Regions from separate parts of the Mus musculus genome. Here region 2 is linked to region 1. The links are chromatin contacts, called in public Hi-C maps. All regions are on one chromosome and are shown on one strand. The core of a region is the stretch at or near the end of the contact, and the rest is flanking DNA. Distances in the headings are between cores, read along the strand shown.

Region 1 (4,248 bases), core at 1,745-4,244:
GGTCCACAGACACAGCTGGTTTACATACCAGCCATCTGATCCCATGCATTTTGCAAGCCTAAGAACCAAACAGGTCTCAGTCATGTTGTGATTCATTCATTTAATTAATTTTTAATAAGTATTTAGTACTGACAGAAGCTAACACTTGGTTTGTGGATAAGGCTTGGATGTGCGGTCATTTGTGACAAGATCTCTATGCAGCCCTGACTAGCCTGGAACTCTCTGTTATAGAAGAGGCTAGCCACAAACTTGCAGCAGTCCTCCTGCCTCCACCTCCTGGAGAGCTCAGATTGCAACTGTATACCTCCATGCCCACCAAAGTTTCCATTTGACCCTGACTTTGTAATTGAATAATAGCTCTTTGCCTCGGTTTCATCACTTGTAAGATATTAGTTAATGAAAAAGCTAACCCAGAGTTGTGGCATTGAGGCTACAGCAGGATTATGAGTTCAGGGGTAGCATGGTCAACAAAGTAAGAGTCTATCTCAAGTAACGATGGTGATGGTGATCATGATGACAATGATCGTGCTGATGGTGATGATAGAGTTGACTCCACAAGTCATCCTGAATATAAAGTAAGTGATAACACCGTGGTCCTCAACCTTGGAGGGAATCCTGAATTGTGACATCTAGCTCACATCCAGACTCAACAAGCAAGTGTCTACATATTTGCCCTGCCAGAAAATAATGATGCTGGTGTGGCTTTAAAATTAGTGGACCTGGAATACAGAGTCTAAGACACACTAGAGAGAGGTGCAGTGGCAACACAGACACAGAATTACAGAGAAAGGAAAGTTAGAAGTAGCCCAGGCCAAGACTCTTCACCGGTTTTAGAGTTGGGGGCAGGAGTTCCCGCTATGATGCTTTCTGGTAACTTTATGCAAATGGCAGCCCTCCTTAGCTTAGGTGTGGTTAATGATAATGACAACATAATTGTGGGACTAAATAAAAGCTTGAAACATAATAAGTGCTTCATAAAAAATTTAAGTTACTCTTATTGTATGATCTATTTTGTATGTTTGTTTATTTGGGGCACTTCAGGAAATCAATTCCAAGATCCTGGCATCCAGATCCACTGAGCTACATCCCCAGCCATTCATACTTTTACTGTCTGAGTTTGGTCTGTTTGTCTGTTTGTTGAGACAAGGTCTCACTGTGTAGCCCTGACTTGGCTGGAACTAGAAACAGATCAGACTGGCATCAAACTCACAGAGATCTACCTGCCTCTGTCTCTCAGTACAGGGGGATTAAAGTGCTACATGACTCTGCCCCCTCCTTGCCCTATCCAGGTCTGAGGTTATTTGAGCAATGGGTGAGGTACAGCCCCCTAAAGGAGGAAAGAGCTGGGGTTAGTGATGTGGCTCATTGCAGCAGAAAGTTGACTAAACTAGTCTCAGCCCCTGAGATGCTGGAAATTCTGACAAATCCAGTGACTGAAGAAGGTTACGAGCAGTGTAGACCCTGGCTTGTGAACTACTGTAAATCTTTACTGTACTGCAGAGCAGAGCATGCTAACAGTGAAGAGCCCAGATCTAAGCCATCAGGAAACCACAGCCGAAGGCCGAGCTTCTAGGGTATCAGTTTCCATCAGCAATGTCCCTCATAAGGTTGTGCTTGAACATGAGCTAGTGCTGCTGTTAGGCAAGTTTGTGGAACCTTTGGGACATGTGGCCCGGCTGGCAGATTTAGGTCTCTAAGAGCACACCTTTGAAGGTTGTGTTCCACCTCCAGCTGTGGTCCTGTTCTCTGATTCCTGGTCTCGCTCGTGTGTGAGAACCTCCTCTGTCCCATGGTCCCACATGTACATGTCACATGATCCCACATGTACATGTCACATGGTACCACAGAGTCACTTTAACACACCTCCTCCTCCATGATTCCAGCTCATGAGCCAAGAAAAACCTCTCTGTCCTTAAATCCTTTCTCCCGGGTATTTTTCTCATCGTGATAAGAAAGGTAATTGACAGATACCGTCAGGCAGCTGGTGACTGAGAGAGCCAGACTTCACATCTACAAGTTCCCGTTATAAAACAGTTTGTATTATCCATCCATCCATCCATCCATCCATCCATCCATCCATCCATCCAGAGCCCAAGCTAGGCATCACTTGCTTGCCTATATACATGAGCAGGCATAGCACAAAGCTGTACTACTGGCCTTGGGAGAGAACTAGAACTCAGCGAGTAAACTGCCTCCCTTCCAGAATGCAGGTTCTGTTCTGTTTTTCCCATCAATTAATTTGTGTATTCACCTTGCAGCACAATTGATGCTCTCCTCCTCCTTCTCCTTCTCCTCCTCCTTCCCCCACCCCTCCACACACACAGTGTCTCCCTCCATCCCCACTTCCCTTCTCCTTTGAGAAGGTAGAACTCCCATCCCCGCCCATTATCCCCCAGCCCTGACACATCAAGTTTCTGCCGGGCTGGCGAATCCTCTCCCAAAAGGCAGCCCAGTTAGGAGAATGGGATCCATGGGCAGGACTTAGGAACTGTCCCTGCTCCAGTTGGGAGACTTGCATGAAGACCAAAAAATAAATAAATAAATACAAGTTAAGTGTAATGACCAATCCTTGTAGCCCCAGCACTGAGGAGATGAGGGAGGAGGATTTCTGGGGCTCGCTAGCCAGCGGAGACTACTTGGTGAGGCCCAGACCAATGAGAAAAATAAAAAAATAAAAATAAAAATAAAACAAGGTAGACACACCAGAGGATCAACATACACAGTCATGTTTACGTGCATACACACACACACACACACACACACACACACACACACACACACACACACCATGGACTCATCAGGAGGGTGCCATGAGCAACAAGTGTTGCTTTAATAACAATTATCCTAATCTAGAAACCCAAGGAAAAGATCAACAGTTCCATCCTTCCTCGCTATTCAGCCACCAGTCCTTTGGAGCGGGGCTGGGCCAGCAATGAGAATTCTCAGCAGCAATCTGTGCCGGCCACCGCTGACTTCCTGCTTTCTGTCTACTGTGTTTCAGCAAGGGACTTTCCTCAGTGGTATGCTAACCTACATTTTCCAAACCATCAGGTCCTTTGCTATTGAACCTACCAAAACTGAAAGGGGAAAAAAATGTGTAACACAACACAGAGAAAGCAGCCTGGACATCTTTTGTAAAGCTGTGTGGACATGAAATGGTTTTTAGTAAGCTTGCCAATGAGAGTCCTGAGAAGCACAGATCATTACGTTGCCTGAGAAATGTCTGAGGCTTCAAGGCTAGAACACCACATCCTAATGAGTAATGAGGATTACATAACTAAGAAGATAAGCAACACCACCCACCGATTGCATGGAAATGCTAATGCTGAGTTCCTGGCCGCAGCCTGCAGTAAAAAGGAAGAACAGAACTTCAAAATATTACTCCCCATTGTTGCATAAAACCACGATTGGTTTGCCATGATTGTTCATTTTGCCTTTCGAGATTCTTAACTCCCTATCTAAAAGCTCAGCTGTGTCTTTCATTCACAAATCAATGTTCAGCAAAAGTCCTTAAGAGACCCTCCCCCTCCTCCAACCGAATGCAAGCTTGAGATGTGCTTCAAGGGAAACTTGCATAATAAGTAAAACAAGGACTGCATTCCTCAGGTGGGGAAGAGATCCATGGGAGAGCATATGCAGAAACCCCGGTATGCAAGTTCTAGTGTAAGCATGCAAACACACACACACACACACACACACACACACACACACACACATACACACACACACACACACACACACACACATTCACACACTCAAACACACACACATACACACACATACACATTCAAACACACATTCACACACTCACACACACACAAACACACACATTCACACACACATACACACACATACGCACACATTCACATACGAACACAAACACACATTCACATACTTTGTTTCCAGGGTTCAAATTCTAGTGTAAGCATGCAAATACACACACAAACACACACACACACACACTTTGCTTCCATGAACCATGTCTCAAGTTTCCATTTGCTTGGAGGAAAGGGCTTTTAAGAATTTTTGCTAAACACTGATTTGGAAATGGAAAACTGAGTTTCTCTCAGACAAGGAGTGTTGGCAGAGGGACACCCACATGCCACAGCACGTGTGTGGAAGTCAGAGGACAATTCGTGTGAGTCAGTTCTTTCGTTCTATCATGTGGGGCTGGGGGACCGAAGTCAGAGGACAATTCGTGTGAGTCAGTTCTCTCATTCTATCATATGGGGCTGGGAGACCGAATTT
Region 2 (4,682 bases), core at 1,441-3,940, 110 kb after region 1:
TCGAGCTCCTTTGAAAAAAGAAGCAAACATTTTGCTTTCTGCCTTCAAAAACACAGATCTGTCGCTTTCGGGCTTCATGATACTGCTCCTGCGAAAAACGCAAGTAGAAGGGGTCGGAGGAACTCTTCGCACACTTGGAGACTCCTCACGCATGTGGAGCAGGGCTCTGCCTCTCTAACCCATGGCGGTGACCATGCTGGAAGGGTGGTGAGGTCCGAAGGAGAGGCCGGAGGGCGGATGCATGGGCGTCGGTGTGGTCAGCATGTGGCTGGAGTGGCTGAAGGGAGAGATGTGGCTCAGGGATGACATGTGTCTGGAGAGAGCGGCCGGGTTGAAGGAGCTGCTCTTGGGGAAGTCCTCCAGCGCGTCATGCACCTTTTTGCACTTTTTCGATTTGCTAGACATCTTCCGGTTTCGGGTCTGGATGCCTTCTTTCTTCATAGTCAGGGGTCTGTTAATCTAAACAAAGATCAATTTTTTTTTTTTTTACTTTTTTGCTGCCTTTGAAATGATAAAAGCTTTTGCACAGTAGCACAGGCCCCAGGCCAGGGATGTGTTCCTGTGTTGATTGCCTCTTCTTCCTACCTACTCCTTCCTTCTTTCCAGAGACCCAGGTACTGCAGGCCTTGGAACACAGGGCTTCTGATTCAGGGGCCATTGCTTTCAAAGCCCACAGGCCCCGAGCACAATTCAGCTAAACTCATCAACAGGGGAAGTTCGGGGCCCACCTAGTATCGAGTATATATCTGATGACTAAAATACAAAAACCTGTGTTACTTCCTCAACCTGTGTTACTTCCTTAAGATTTCCCTAAGATATTTCATGAGAAGATGGGGAATCAGGGTCGCCAGACACCATTGTTTACGTATATGATGAGTCTTCTCTGGGACTTGCCACACAGAGCCAGACAGAGTGAAGCCTCCTGTGTTGAAATCCACCTTTCTAGAAAACTGGGTCTCTGTGCCTTCCTGCAAGGTCTGGCTGTCACTCTTCTACCTGGCCTTTTCACAGGGTGATGTTCTGGAAACTTCCCCTGGAAATGTGTGTGTTCTGAGATTTTTGGAGGGAATAGGGTCCTAGGGGTGGAAGCCAGGGAGCGACATCCACAGCTCCGGAGCCTGTGCTAAAGCAGTATGCTCTTCCAAAGGATAACCCTGTGCCCACATCACCCAACACAGCTGCAGTGCTTCAAGGCTGTTGCTTTCCCCTTCCTGCTTCTGCACAAGCAACTCAAGCCATCCAATCAACAAGGATTTAACAACAGCCAACAGGACCCAAAGTCCTTCCATGGCTTGTAAGGATACTCACGGTCACAAGAAAAAAAAAAAAACATGAATGCATCAGGCAAAGATGCAAAGCCCTACTCTGGAGATTTGTAGGACATGCTGGCGTATACTTAGAGTGCAGAGACAGGAAGATTAGGAGGTCTGGGCTAGCATGGGCTACTAGCAAGACTCTCACTGAAAGAGAGGGGTAGGGGAGAGAAAGAGAGGGAAAGAGGGGGTAAAGAGAGAGAAAAAGAAAGAGAAGAAAGACAGAGAGAGAGAAGAAAGACGGGGAGGAGAGAGAGAGCGAGCGTGCACTCTAGGCTTTGATAGCTTAACATCCTTTTGGTTCCTACGGGACCCATCATCAAGTATATTACTATATCAAACCGATAGAGGCCTCTCTTCATGAAGAGCCAAGTAAGTGAATGTCACCAGCATACGTCTGACTCAAAGAATCAACTGCATTTCCGGCTGTGTTTCCAGGGATGCAACTAAGAATCTTGGTGGGAGGCAGGCAGGCCTACCATTCTAAGGGTAAAGAGCCACTGTATCCAAATTCACAGAAGAAAAGATCCAAAATAGCGAGAAGGACCAAGTTTCTAGGTTTGTTAAGCACATGACTTCCTAGTGCAGGCAGAGGTCACCAGAGAGGGCTACAGAGCCCTACACTGGAGCCTCAGACCTTATTTGCCCCTGTGACAGGAAGACTGGGTGAGGAGAAGCCAAAGAGCCAAAGTCAGTGCCAGAAAAATGTCTCAGGGCTCTTTCTCCAGGTTGTCAGGAAGATAAAGCCACCGCCCACTAGATGACAGGTATCCACCCCACACCAGACCTTCCCTAAGATAATGTCTAGATACATCACTGTGTACAGCGATCACTAGATGTACACAGCCAGATATCTACATATAATATCTGGTTACACCAATAGCTACACAGCCACAGATAGCTAGCTAGTCACAACACACCTAGATACGCTGATGCAGAGATAGGTAATCATCTAAACACCTAGATAAGAGGAGAGGAGCCCATGGCTTACATGTGCAGACACAGTATGGGCAGAGGACATCACACGCCAAGAAAATGGCCTTAGATTATTATCTCAGTGTTAAATACACCAGAGCTGCCTCTCTTGGCGAATCTGTGCTAAGCCAAAAGGAAGAAGAAGAAGAAGAAGAAGAAGAAGAAGAAGAAGAAGAAGAAGAAGAAGAAGAAGAGGAGGAGGAGGAGGAGGAGGAGGAGGAGGAGGAGGAGGAGGAAGAGGAAGAGGAGGAGGAGGAGGAGGAAGAGGAAGAGGAGGAGGAGGAGGAAGAAGTAAAAATTGCTTGAGAATGAGAAAATTCCCTCCCTCACATTAGGCAACCCCTGGGTCCAGGAAGGAATAGGAATGTACAATAGAGAAAAAGTCACTACGCTGAGAGCAAGCGAGCATGACTCAGCACTGGCCTCACACATCAAGCCCTGCCTTCCATCCCTGCTGCCTGCCGCACAGAAGAAATCATCACTTTCCAGTCATTACCACTCAAAAACACATACGCAAAGAGCTTCATCATAGCTCACCACCACTACTCAAAGCAGTACAGGTAGCTAGTTTCCTAGAATTCTATGGCTCCGTGGAGGTGGTAGAGAAACACACACACACACACACACACACACACACACACACACACACACACACACACGGCAGTTCATGGAGATCTTGTGGCACTGTGTGGTCAGATTGCTTTACCAAGTAGTGATGACACCCTGCTAGGACAGCTGAAATAGACTTTGCGCTGTCTACACTGTGGGCTTGCTGAGGCTCCCACATCATCAAGTATCATGGACACTCTTAGAGAGCTGCAAGTTGTAGCCCAGAAAATGCCCACACCGGCTATGGGGATACGTGGAGAGGCTACTAAACGCTAATATTCCAGTCCCACCAGATTGTAACCAACCGAAAGCCTTTCTAACTCCTCTGCCCTGTTATTTGAAAGCAGGGTTTGGTTTAACTGCTGCTAATCCTGTGTGTACCATGGCCTCAGGAATCGGGGGAGAAGAGCAGATTCTCCTTAGGAGGCCAGGGTTGCTTCGTGCTGGGCAATCCTGAGGGGGCCATGTCAAGAGATGTGAGTTCAGACTCCAAAGGAATCTCAAAAACTTTATCCCAGAGGGGGGGGGGGGGCACTTGGCTTCCTTTTCAATTCCCAGGTATTCCTGGGTAAAGTGAGTTACTTCGAGAATAGCCACAAGCAAAAATTTCTGCTACTTCCTCATTCCTCCCAGATTCTGCCAAAGGCAAAAAACTTCAGAAGAATCGGGTAAAGTTGAGGAACAAGAGAGTTGTGACTTTTTTTTTTTTTTTTTTTTTTGGCTTAGGAATAACTATACATTTGAGGTTGTCTTCTGCTACATAGTGAGTTCAAGGCCGGCCTGGGCAATAAGAAACTGTCTCAGGAAACAAACAAACAAACAAACCAGGGGTGGTAGACTCTAGTGACTGGCAGTTACCTTATGCTAATGGGGCCTAGAAGGCAGAAGTAACCATTGCTTTTCCCTAGCATTCCAACCTTAATTCTCCCTCCCCCCGCCCCCCCCCCAGTCATTTACAAGTGAAAACCTGGTTGGGACAGAGATATTTAATGAAATTTCAGTTCATGTTTGTCACTCGGGCCATTGGAAGTTCACAGCACAGGGACAGCCAAGGCCTGGTGTCCCCAGCAGTAACCAAATCTATCTGTCCCATTTGGCTCAGAAATGGATGCCAGAACCACAGATTTATACTTATTTATCTTTTTCCCTTTGTCCTGGAAGGGAGGTGAGCTCCTCCAGCCCCACCCCCACCTCAGGAGAGGGAACATCAAAACAGAACTATGATTTCTTATTTTGATTTTTGACATAGGGCCTCTTTATGTTGAACTGGCTGTCTGACAATTCACTGTGTAGGTCAGGCTGGCCCGGAACTCGCAGCAATCGCCCCCACCGTCTCCCCAGCACTGGAATTAAACCACCTGGCCTCGCTTTAGCACTGAGCATTTTCCTGTTTGCCAAGACTTCCCCCTTAAAGCTTACACAGGTCTGTGATATTTACCAGGTGTTAACCTCACATAAAAACACACACAACATGGGGAGTGCGCCGTAGTCCTCAGCTGTGGTGTTGTTTTTGAGGCAAGATCTTGCTAGTGTAGCCTTGGTTGGCCCGGAACTAGCTATGTAGGCCATATTGGCCTCCAATTCATGGTGGTCCTCCTGTCTCAGTCTTCTAAGTGTCAGAATTATGAATGTGCTGCCAAACCTGTGTTCCCTCTCTGTCTCTAAGCCCTCCCATCTCAGCAAAGATGTTTTCAAAACTATGTCTGGCCACATGTAATCCTGTCACTGTGGAAGCTGCAACAGGAGGACCAGAAGCAGTTCAAGGACAGCTTCCTCTACACATAG

Evidence for each region. A called contact is a pair of places that touch in the nucleus more often than the background predicts.
Region 2: a contact with region 1 is called in a Hi-C map of group 2 innate lymphoid cells, with 2.8 times the contacts expected there. The contact joins two enhancer-like sites. A contact is called at or near these places in 1 of 15 datasets of contacts at CTCF or cohesin (CD8 T cells), 5 of 484 Hi-C or Micro-C datasets (CD4 T cells, Th1 cells, bone marrow-derived dendritic cells and 2 more) and 2 of 115 datasets of contacts at active chromatin or transcription factors (CD8 T cells and bone marrow-derived dendritic cells).

The regions. Positions count from the first base shown.
Region 1 is chr2:9,747,032-9,751,279 of GRCm38.p6, forward strand. No RefSeq gene overlaps it. Among named protein-coding and RNA genes, the nearest start is that of Gata3, 130 kb to the right of the region's middle. Within about 2 kb of position 2,995, at least 50 of the 459 cell types and tissues checked have an H3K27ac peak or open chromatin away from gene starts, as enhancers often do. A contact at or near this core is called in Th1 cells and group 2 innate lymphoid cells, where this site is marked.
Region 2 is chr2:9,858,196-9,862,877 of GRCm38.p6, forward strand. It overlaps Gata3 (GATA binding protein 3), which reads right to left. Exons shown (of 6, transcript NM_008091.3): 6 at 1-459. The coding sequence ends at 175. Among named protein-coding and RNA genes, the nearest start is that of Gata3, 18 kb to the right of the region's middle. Within about 2 kb of position 2,691, at least 35 of the 459 cell types and tissues checked have an H3K27ac peak or open chromatin away from gene starts, as enhancers often do. A contact at or near this core is called in Th1 cells and group 2 innate lymphoid cells, where this site is marked.